2 separate regions of the Mus musculus genome follow, and region 1 is linked to region 2. A link is a contact called in public Hi-C data. All regions are on one chromosome and are shown on one strand. Each heading gives the region's core, a stretch centred on a gene start, on an enhancer-like site or on the middle of the called end of the contact. The rest is flanking DNA. Distances are from core to core; before and after follow the strand shown.

Region 1 (6,348 bases), core at 2,099-4,598, 410 kb before region 2:
AGGGTTGTGGTATGTAAGGATGCTATACAAAGTCTATCGTGAGCCACAGTAAAAGAACCACAGTGTATACTCATATGTTCATGGAGTAAAGATATGCCATCTGCACCATAAAATTATGCCCTAGTTCCTGGCATGAGACCATATGGTAGGATGATGATAGGCTACAAAGTGACTTGAGACCAGAATTCCCTCTCACAGTTTGGGTTTTGTCATATGGTACCAAGTCATGAGATGTGATAAACCCAGAAGTTATATCTTATAATATAGAATGAGCACACATAAGACTGGGTCTGGGACCACAGTAATTGTACAATTAACTCATGCCTGGTGTAGTTATGATGACATGGAAGGAATTAGCATTGGAGGCTGCCACTCATCAAAGATGATTTAGCCGCTGCTGTTGTTGAAGATCTAACCCACCAGTGACAAAAGAGGGAATCTCAGAGTGTCATAATTCCTATGGAGATTAAATAGCCACTTCATGGCAAATTGAATAAACTAACCTCTTTCTACCTTAAAAGAAACAACCATTCACTTTGACTAAATCAATACATCTGGCTCATGGGTATGATGTCTTGTCTTGTCTTGTCTTTTCTTTTCTCTCTCTCTCTCTCTCTCTCTCTCTCTCTCTCTCTCTCTCTCTCTCTCTTCCTCTCTCTCTCTCTGACTCAGCAAAGACCATTGTATGAGGGGCATTTGATGTCAATATAAAATGATACATAATATAACAGTGCCACCCCAAGAAACAAAAAACTACTTTGCAGCAGAAGAAAGCCTGTAGCAAATGTTATGGATCTACCTAGCAAAGCACTCACTGAACTGCTGCGAAGAAGCTAGCATGATCATTTAGAGAACTGATTCTCAACCTGCCTAATTCTGTGACCCTTTAATGTCATCCCTCTTGTTGCTATGACTCCCAACCATGAAATTATTTTTGTGGTTATTTCAGAACTGTAATTTTGCTACTGTTATGAATTGTAATGTAAATATCTGTATTTTCCAATAGTGCTAAGTGACCCCCGTGAAAGGGTCATTAGATCCACAAAAGGGGTCACAACCCACAGGTTGAGAACCACTGAATTACAGGGATGGGTATTTTCTAAAGGAATTTTAAGTGCCATCTTAGAGAGGACATATGAATAAGGGGTTTTATATCCTCCTGAACAGAATACACACTAAATCAATGGCCACTGTACAATACTATAGTTTACTGGACAGAATATGAAGTCTCAAGAAAGAAATGTTAATTAATATAGGTTCCAATGTTTCCACTTAACTATTTGGATAATTTTTACTCTGCCTATTTAACTCTGTGTTTAAGACATGGAGCACCTGAACTTCAAAGCGGAATGTGTCTGCCACAGGACACAGTGAGATATCAATAAACAAGAGTTATGATGTTGTCTGGTGGCTTTGCATTCCTTGTATGTATGCTGTCCCATAGATGGAATGTGACCTGAGGTAAGGGAGTTTCCCTTCAAGTGCAGGCAATGCTAAAAGAGTCAGCAGTAAGCCCTCGGCAGCCATCATTCTTGGCATAGAAGGGCACATGTGTCTCGTTCTTGAAGAGCAGACTGAGTGAAAAGCACAGCATTCCCTAGAGCCCACTTCCTGGACTACTCAGTTACCTACAAGCTGGGTAGAAACTTCTCCCCATCAGACTTAGTCTCTGAAGTTTCCGGTTCATTTCTAAATCTGGAAAAAAAAAAAAAAAGAGGGATGTTAGCTACTATAGACACAAATGGTGTTTCTCTGACCTCTGGAGCTAGTATATGTGAGGCACCCTTCCATTCTGACCATAACACACTGAGTCGCCTTTGGCTTTTATCATCTTACAGATCCTGTTTCTCAGAGCAAGCCCCACGGTATACTCAAGTCTCATCATATCACAATACCTGCTTCAAAGTCACCACTTCTTAAAATCCTCCTTTTCCGTGGCCTTAAAATCCTCCTTTTCCGTGGCCTCGAAAGGGCATTGACTTTTCGACTCATATAGGGTTTACCAATAGCTTTGTTAAATACACTGAAAAGATACTGAAAACGGTGTAACAGGATCTGTTCATTTTCTACATCCATTTTCAACTTTTTAATCCCTAAAGCGTGTGTGGAAAATTAGTGGAGAGAATTAGCCCAAGGACTTTAATTTGAACGATGGGGGCCCACAGACCAGAAAGCAATAACTGTATGAATTAGTTTGCTAAGGTTGCTATAACAAGCACCACAAACAGAATCAAGGACAGAAACTTCCTCTCTCATAAATAGTCCCAGAATACTATAGTGTACTCCTATGTGGTGACTTTGTTTGGTCCCTCCTTAGGAAGCAAAATCCCTCTCCACACCTTTAATCCCCCTAGTTCTTGGTGACTTGCTGGTGACTTTGATATTCCTTGGCATTCTTGGTGTTCCTTGCTCTATCTCTGCCCTTCTGTTCACATGCTGTTCTCTCTACATGTCTCTGGTCAATATCCCCTTTAATAAGGATAACAATCTTATGAGGTAAGATACACATTAGACTCTACTGTGACCTTATCTCAACTACACTGATCATACACATACACATACACATACACATACACATACACATACACATACACATACACATACACATACACATACACATACACACACACACACACACACACACACACACACATACACATACACATACACATACACACACACATACACATACACATACACATACATATACATGTTCTTGACTCAATTTCCAAATAAGATAATTATCTGAGGTGCTAACAATGAGGAATTCAGCATGTGAAATTTGTGGAAGAATTTAGAGCTTTCTATTAAACTTTAGGGAAGGCACATATAACTTAGGAGAGCTAAGTAGTATAAGTGTCAACCTTGGAGATGAGTATGAGATTTGTTTGTTTGTTTGTTTGTGTTATTTTTCCTGTCTTTAATTTAAGATAGGAAACTTAGATTATGAGCCTCAAGAACAAAGAGTTTCTGTTTCACATGTGTCTGGGAGACTCCCCAGTGGTGGCTTTTCAGATGAAGCAGGACTGTTGAGTACATATCTCTTTGTTCCACCTGAAGATCTATCCCACGAAAGGGACAAGAAAGAACAAAATGTTCTCACTGCATGAGTCCCCAGTAGCTAATCAGTTAATCTCTTGAAGTAAGAGAATTCAATCTAGCAATTTCAATCTCAGGACAAACTCTGTAAGAAGAAAACCCTTGTCACCCCACTTGGTTCACTGACTCAGAACGGCCCACATGCCATGTCGTGTTGCCAAATCGAACATCTGCATTTCAGTTGCTGCATGCCTTTGGCGTTGGCGTTGGCCCTCTGACCACAGCGCTTCCTACAGCAGCTGTTTCAGTGGCTTGGCTTCTTTCTGTTGCCCTAGGTCTTACGGTGTAGCAAGAGGACACCCACAGTGGATGCCAAGAGAGTCATCCTAATGAATGGCATATTACGGACCTTGGGAATGTGACTTGGTGTCGTTTCATAGAGTAGCTGGCTAAATCCCGGTTACTGAAGGATCAAGTTAAATCAGGCAGAAAAATGATGTGGAGATTCTGCTTACAGGAAGTCAGCCACAGAAGCTTGCTTGTCACAACCAAGGCTCCCTTTGAGGAGCTCTACAGGGAGAATTTAAAATGATATGAGAATGACTTAGGTCATGTGGGGCAGTACTGCAGAACGGAAGTCAGTCACAGGCTTCAGAAAGAGGAAGATTCTTTTTCCCACTGTGTTCCCTTCCCATGTAACAGCTCCTTGCTCCCACACTCCTGAATATAAACACTAGTCCATACACTCAGCTATGGGCTCCCTTCTGCAACAATCTCACTGGACACAGAACTTTGTAACCTGATGAAATCCCACCACAAATGGGAAAAACAAAAACAAAACAAGACAAACAAAAAAACATATTTCAGTCCCCAAATGTCAGCAGGAGGATGGGGTAGGGCATAATGAACCTAACTCTAAAGCAAATAAAACATCTTTTAAAATGTTGCTGCTTGCTGCCAAATGTGGGTTCTGTCGCAGTACCACAGGGGGCTATTTGCACATGGCATGGTCTTCCCGATGAAGAAGCATGGCTGGCATGCCAGAAGGAGCTAGCAATTAACACTGCCAACGCCTCTGGAGATGCCTTACAGAAGCCTGAGCTGGAAACCATGGCTGCTAGTCACCCTTCTGCAGCACAGCTGGGATGTGGCCAGCAGTGGCTGCCTCATGTGTGGCCTCAAACTCATTGTTGTGGAATATCAGATCTGTGGGTTTGCTTTGGGAGGGTTTATACCATTGGAGATAGGGCTCAATGTCCTATGTTTCAGTAAGGAGTTAAACTAGTGACTCTAAAGAAAGTTGAATTACCAGACCCCAAACTTTGTAAAGAGGACTCATAATGATATCAGATATCAGATCGTGCATAGTTACCACTGGCTAGGCACATGGAAGTGGTAGGTATGAACTGTAAAGAGGGCTGCAGCTACTGAGCAGATTCTAAATCAGACTAGGGTAAGGGAGAATGACAGTCATCTTATGAACAAAAGAAATGAACAGGTAGACAGCTGCCCTGTCATAGAAGAAATATAAACTGGTTTCTAGGTTCAGTTCCAGAGACTACCACTCCCCAGTACCCCAGTATTGTAGTATTCATATATACACACACACACACACACACACGCACGCACATTAGGATAAACATGTAGATTTTAAAATTATGATTGTTGAGTACATAAGAGTATTATCTAGTAAAAATTATATATATATATATATATATATATATATATATATATATATATATATATGTGTGTGTGTGTGTGTGTGTGTGTGTGTGTGTGTGTGTGTGTGTGTGTGTATAGGATTATAGATGGGTACTTATCACTAATCAATGGTCTCTTTCACATTCTACAAACATTCATGGACTTGGATGCCTCCTAAGAGCAGGTAAAACCTAATACATTACAGAGAAAACCTCTATCCCCTTGGACTGTATATTTTAATGAGCGAGAGAACGACCAACTGGACAAATGAGCAGGTGAATAAAAAGAGACGCTTTCAAGCTGTAGGGAGATCTATAATCAAAATGATGAAGGATGGATGGGCTGCAAAATATCTCAGCAGTTGAAGGTGCTTGCTGCCAAGCCTAATGACCTGAGTTCCATCTGGGACCCACATGTTCTAAGGAAAGAACTGACTCCCATAAGTTGTTCCTCTGGCCTCCCCATGTGCACCGTGGCATGCACTACTCTATAATAAATAAATGTAGTGAACATTTTAATTAAAATTATAAAGGATGATATGACATGGGACTTAAAAGGTTGCTTTAAGTAGACTTGTTCTAGAATATTAATAAACTGGCGTTGTGTGCTTTTGCTGATGCCTGCACTATTAGTGTGCACTATTGTTTCCATTTTTGAGCAAAGATGTTGAAGTTCTGGAGACTTGTTCTGATGGGTCACCCTGGGCATTGAGTCAAAAATGGAGAGTGAGGCTGAGCAAGGGACTAGTGAAATCAAAGGATATCTCCAGGCACATCCATCTCTATACACTTGTTTTCTTTCTTGAGATTGCTTGCCAGCTCCAGCCCATATCACATTTGAGTCAAACCATCTGGTGATAAAGCACCCTTCTTAGAACTTTTGACATGTATGCCACCCATTACTGCCAGACTCTGAGAAAGATACAATGGGGTAAGACAGCCACAGGAGTAGGTCACAGGCATTTGTAGACATTTCTTGAACTCTGGGTAAGGGATCTATTTCATTCTTGTCAATAAGTTAACAATGTCAAAGGAAAACTGACTGGAAAGGAGATTGCATCTTCAGTGTGCCCTCTGTGGTGCCATCAGTTTTCCCAAGATGCAAGGGGTGTGACTAACGCAGAGAGATCCAACATGCCTTGTGAGAAAAGGCAAGAAGGAAATTTAAAAACATATTGAAATAAGAATGTTGGTTTTGAGCTGTTTTTTGTTATTATTGAGACAAGTTCTTGCCACACAATCCCATCTTGTCTGGAAGATTCTTTCCTCAGCCTCCCCAGTGTGGGAATTAACTCATGTATCACCAGGCCAGGTTTGGAACCACTTTTGAAGAATCATCTTATTCTCTCCTTTTACCGTTATCAACTTCTAAGTTCATATAAAACATACGCCACTCTTGGGCCCAGTTGGAGTACTCAAGGTATAAACCATAGCATAGTGGTAATGAGAACTTTCAAGTCATGTAGGCAAGAGCTAAATTCCTACACCCATATCCATTTTCATTTTGGTTTACACATCTCTTCTTTCATCAGGAATCACATAAATATTTCAAGCATGGTGTCAGGCATATGTGAGACAATGGTAAACTCTTGTTGAATGAAGGACAAGG
Region 2 (5,977 bases), core at 2,978-5,477:
TATCTTTTCTAAAGAGCAAGCAGTTTGGGAGCTGTCCTGCTTTTATTTACAGTGTTAGGGACCATGAACAGTCCAAGTAGAGAATACCAATCATAGGTGACTGAATTCACAGCAGCGGCTGGGAGGAATCCAGTAACCACGAGAAAATACATAAGGTCAACAACATTCAGGTTCTCTCTACCAGCTCCAAGGGCCTGAGGTCTGCTTCAGCTGCATATGTGCTCTCTCTCTCTCTCTCTCTCTCTCTCTCTCTCACACACACACACACACACACACACACACACACACACACACACACACTCACACGGTGCATCTCGAGGTGCTCATATACTTTTATCCACCAGGAGTTATACCACCTGCCAAATCATACCTCATCTTCCAACCTTGTCACCCTAAAGCGAAAAGGATTTGTATTTTCACTCCAGCCCATAACTGGTAGAACCTTATCCCATTTCTGCTTCTCTTTACATTCATTCTGCCAAATCCGTGTGGTCTCTCTCTGACATTCTCTATCAAACTGAAGAGATTGTGTGAGGTCAGTGACACAGAAGAACTTGTGTTCGGGTTTATAGGGAACCCGAAAGCTGGAGAGATGCAAGGAACTCGTGAACTCACAAGAAGAAAGAAAAGCAAGAAGGTGTGTGGAGAGAGCTCACGTGAACAGCAGAAATAGATGAGATCATGCCTGGTGGAGTGAGAGAACAGGACTGGGATTTGCTTTACCAGGTTGTCATTTCCAAGATGAGTAACTCTTCAGGCTTATTTTTCTTGAGGATATTAAAAACTTAGTGAAACGGATGCTCAGATTCTAATTATAAATAGCAGTTACAATAAGCTCAGGAACCCAGCTAATTCACATAACCCTCTAGAAGCATCCGTTAGGCAAATGAATGTGCTCTACCCAGTGTCTGTAGGTCCGTTGCATTGAGTCCACCTACAGTAAGGAATAGAGTAGCTTCTCTTTCTTGAAGGGTTATTTTTTTATTACTAATTTAACTGGTGTTAAACTGGTGAGCATATGAGTGTCACTACAATTTGGAGTTCGGTTCACCAAAGTATGTTTTTGTACATTGATGGCGAAACCGAGAGATCTGTTCTCCCTGCAATGCTGTGAGATGCTGGGGGCCCAGCAGCTTTTTCAGCTCACAGCAATGAAGCATGTACCAGCAGAGTGGGCTGCTTGCCTTGTCGGAAAGAAAGAATCTTGGGAACTCTCTGTCCTGCTGGAGTCTATGGCAGCAAACCGATTTTAACATCCCTTTTCACCAAATGAGATTTTTTTTTACTTTTTCAGATTCCTAAATCATGAGCCAAACTCGTATAAACCATTCAATATGTCATGGAAGACCTCCACTGTAAAATTACTATGTTGAATTTCCAACTTTTTTTGTGTGTGTGTGTGTGTGTGTTCAAAAAATTTAAAAACACAACAAAACAAAACATTTCTCCAACACCAGAAACATGATCAACTCCAAATCCAGAAAGATTTACAAATGCCAGAACATGGTTATCTCCCAGCAAACATACCATTTCTTTGTTTCATAGGACACTAAGGATGAATTATTCATGAGACCTGATTTCACATGCTTATTGTGTCTGGTGGCAAAGTCCCCGCCTGCTCAGCCTCGGGAAAGCTGGGGCCTCTCTGCTGCACAGGGCATGGTGCCATCCAGGGACCAGCCATGTGCTCACGAGTTACTGGAGCAGGGCAGGCAGCTCCAGTGGTCTCAGCTGTGCAGACAGCTGTTTGCCCACCGTCTGTGATGGCAGAAATGTGTGGTGGGTTTATCCTGAACAGCGTGCTCCCCCACCCCCTCAACCACACATGTGCTAGCAGGCTCTTACACACACACACACACACACACACACACACACACAATTCCATGCTGAGCATCCTAGTCTCCACCATCACCAGAGGAAAGAGAAGCCCCGAGATTTGGAACCCAGAATGAGCAGTTGACAGGAGTGGAGAACAACTCCTAATCTTACATGCAACACTGTTGGAGGAGTGTCTGTAGCCTCCTCCAGACCCAAGTTTCTCTTGTCAATTTGGTATCAAAAGGTTTGTGCATGCATGAAATTCAAAATGATTTATTGTTCATATACTGCTTTATTTAGTTGCTTAATAGGTTGATGGATGTGCAAAGGTCCTACATAAAGCAGAGGCCTCTTTTTTTTTTTTCCCAAAAGGAAAAAAAAAGTAAAGAAATAGATTGCCACCAGGAGTTTCATCCCATAGTAAAGACAGCCCTTCTAAGCTGGCTTGTGTTTGTAAAGAGTTCCCTTTGTCTCTTGCCTGCTACCTATCTCTGATATTTAGTAGTACACAATGCTACTACACCTTAGACACTACGGGAAGTGACAGGGATGAAGAGAACAAATATCCGGAGTACACCCTGGAGTTCTTTCTAAGCTCCATCCAATCTGTAGTAGGCAGTTCTTTCTTGGTGGAGCTTGGGGTAAAACAGACTTGCCCATCTCCAACAACAGAAGTCATTAGCATCCCATGGCCTCCCTTCTCTACGGAGAGAGATGCAGGGAGGGAAATCCTCTATGCTGGCTTCCTCCGTTGTGCCTCTTATCATTTGGTTCTTTTGCAGACACTGGACTACTTTCATTTTATAAGGACGCACTCCTCCCCAACTAGCATAGGTAATAAAATGAAATTCTCTAAAAACGTGGAAAAGATGGCTGTCAGAGAAGTTCCACCAACCTTTTACTAGCCTGTCTTGAATTTTATTTATTACTTCATTAGAGGTTCTAATATTTTGATTCAGTCTTGGTGAATAGGAGTCAAACTAGGGAGGGGCAAATTTGTTTATAGCAAGTGGCGGTTGAATTTGTGCAGAACTCTTACTCGATCAATGTTCCGTGCAAGCGACATTTGCACAGGCTCTCTGTAACCTCTTTTCCAAACAAACTCTAATTTGACATAATGCAGTGGAGAATGGCACCAGTCATCGGCTTTGCGTCAGAAACGCATTTTATTTGGATTCAATTCAGACTTAACGAACTGGTTCCCGTAAATGCAGCAGATGGGATTGAGGCAAATGGAACCCTGTGTGGGGCCTCACGCCCGGCAACCACGGCTGCTCCCCTGCATGCAAGCCTTCCCTGAGCTAGTTGGTTAGCTAGTTAGCTAATTGGTTAGGCTCATTCCAGCTGAAACTGGGTTTATAATTTTCAGAGTTCTCTTACCAGTCCACCAAACTGAGGCTTGAGAAGTGACAGTCCAGCAAAAGCCGCTAGATAACGTCCTTCTCTCTCTGCCCCACTGATTCGTGTGAAGAACGTTGCCAGAAGATGGCCCAACGGTTTATAAAGTTGGCAAAGCTATTGCCAGACCTTTTCTTCTAAAGGTCAATTAAAAATGCTAGCTGTACTGTAAACAGAATTCTTCATAGAAGAAGACCACACGGTACCCAGAGTGGTCTCTTAATACAAAATATCAATTCGATTTTCCTCAGGAGATTCACTCTCCTTTTGCAATGCAAATATTTTCAAGTGTACTAAACACGTTTTAGCACCTCAACATAGGCACTAAAACTATTTGCATGCAAAATTACCCAGAGTAGGCAGACAGGCACAAGCTTATGCTAGCACCATATGTGCTGAAGAATTCGAGCCAGAAAACAGCTAGTACTGGACGGTATTTACAATTTAAATTTAATTTTACATTATTATTCAAATGAGCATTTATATATAAGTCTCTATTAAAATTAATGCTTCACATGGAACAAAATTTTCACCTAAAATTATACTTGCAATAGTACTGGGCCTTTTTGCCCAGCTATCTAGATCATTTAAGAACCACAAAGCATTTCTATTTGTTTTTCGATTCTACCTGAACGACAGAGTCACGCTTTTCCTATGAGAATGAAAAGTAAAACTAATCTCGATTGGAAGGCCGGAAATCAACACAAGCACAGACCAACCCTGACACACTAAAGAGTGTAAACGATCGGAGAGAACCCGATGCTGCCTGATGATATCATAGTTCTTTTCTACCTTTCCACTAAAACGCCAACGATCTCTTTCCCTTTGCCTTCCAACAAGTTCCATGTGTTTTGTGAACAGTGACATGCCTTTGGCTTGATGTTTTGTTTGCAAAATGCAATGTGTTTTACTGTCCCCAGAAAGTAGCACTTCTTTGTATACTCAGAAACACGATCAACTGCATGCCCTGTTTTGTGCAACCCAGGGAAGGAGCCTTCCACCCTGGGCAACAGCGGTATGTGTGTGAGGGGTGCCTCAGAAGCCGTTGCTACAATACCACAAACAGAAGGCTGCCTCCTTCACTGTCCCCGAGAGTCATTTTCTATTTTAGGATTGGTAAAGTGGTAAGTCTTTAATGTCACTGATTTAAACGCTGCGCACTTTACGTTCATCTTCACTTTACAGAGAAAACTCTAGATGGATCAGAAGCCAGCATTCATTTTGCTCACCTGGGCTGCTTGGCTGTGTATTTATTCTTGGAGGCCCTTTGAAAATAAAGTCTCCATCCTCTCTTCATTGGTTCCCCACAGATCCACGGTTTCCTACTTACAGCTAGTGCACACACATCATAGAGGTATCAGCCAAATAAATACAAAACTTGAGTGGGGTTCTTAGAGATTGTTATTTTGTAGTCTATTTTAATGAAAGTCTATGAACCAAAAGTAGAAATATCCTTCAAATACTGGGACTGTGGTAATCTTTATAGCCTGTGGCCAAGGAACTCAAACTGGAATAGAAGGAATAGAATAACTTTTTAAAAATTAAGGATAAAAATAGTGTCAAATGTACCTAGAATCTTAACTGCAAAACATATTTACTCCTGGATTAACTATAATAAATTTTACCTTAAACCTAGCAAATAGAATGTTTCTTTTGAAAAACTTAAAAAGTAGGGCTCTAAGGCTAATGTCTCTTTTGCCTTCTTTTCTCCCCCTTTTTCTTGAAAACCACAGGAAGCTGCCTTCTTCCCCGACTTGCAATCAGTCTCCAAAATGTTGAATCATTGCCTGGATGCATGAACTCAACTGTGTGCAGCTTTAATGTATAGCAGCCAACATTTCTATACATAAGTACTCTCAAAGGGGCTCAGAGGAGAACTAGAGACCTTTGGTTCTGTGGGTTTAATGGGAATGGAAAATCTCCACGTTTACACATCTATTCTCACATATTAATATCATTACATTTAAACGGAGGTTTGATTTCAAACATTGAATTAATTAAGAAGGGAACATCTACGGTATTAGAAAGCCAAATCAAATGCCAACAGCGCCCTCTACTGACTTCTAAAAGAAAACTTTTTTTTTTTTTTTGTCTAGCAACAGAAAGAAAATTTCTGTTTATTTACTTAGCGAAGCACCCAGACACCAAATTAAATGTCTTAGAAAATACCAAATCCCTTGGTAAACCTGAAGGAAAAATGCGAAGAATTTTATAAATAGAAATCAGCAGTCATGTGGATGCTCCACTACCAATAAAAATTTCCTGTTCCACTAACAAATTGTGAACCATTTCCTAGCCTGGGAGCCTTTATTACAGTCAGGGCAAAAGCTAAAAAACAATTAGGGTTGGGTTAACATTCGCATTTACTACCACCAGGCACAAATATGAAACTTGGATTCCGAAAACTGAGAAGTCTTAATGGAAGTTTCAGATTCTTACATTATACTTCCATGCTTCTTGCTGTGTTAAAAAAAAAAAAAAAAATCCAAGCTCTTTCTTTATGGTTATTTCTTTTAGGAACCATAGATCATTTCTAATTCTCACACAACTTTGAGGCAAAGATACACTGGGTTCTTTTACTAAGTGCTAACATTTGCTGCAATGGGTATTTTAATTAAGGCAATCAAAGAACTGAAAAATAAAATAAAAAATATGTTCCTGCCAAAGCCCTTGCTCCAGACTTCGTGGAGACTGCCACGGTCTACACCTGCAATGAATCTCATTGGTCTCACTCCGTGAGTGCTGCCGCTGCCTTAAATCC

Evidence for each region. A called contact is a pair of places that touch in the nucleus more often than the background predicts.
Region 1: a Hi-C map of myocytes shows a contact between it and region 2, with 5 times the contacts expected there. The contact joins two enhancer-like sites. A contact is called at or near these places in 3 of 484 Hi-C or Micro-C datasets (the C2C12 cell line, cerebellum and myocytes) and 2 of 115 datasets of contacts at active chromatin or transcription factors (astrocytes and embryonic basal ganglia).

What each region holds. Positions count from the first base shown.
Region 1 is chr4:81,967,656-81,974,003 of GRCm38.p6, reverse strand. No RefSeq gene overlaps it. Among named protein-coding and RNA genes, the nearest start is that of Gm46886, 37 kb to the right of the region's middle. Within about 2 kb of position 3,348, at least 27 of the 459 cell types and tissues checked have an H3K27ac peak or open chromatin away from gene starts, as enhancers often do. A contact at or near this core is called in myocytes, where this site is marked.
Region 2 is chr4:81,563,826-81,569,802 of GRCm38.p6, reverse strand. No RefSeq gene overlaps it. Among named protein-coding and RNA genes, the nearest start is that of Mpdz, 120 kb to the right of the region's middle. Within about 2 kb of position 4,227, at least 33 of the 459 cell types and tissues checked have an H3K27ac peak or open chromatin away from gene starts, as enhancers often do. A contact at or near this core is called in myocytes, where this site is marked.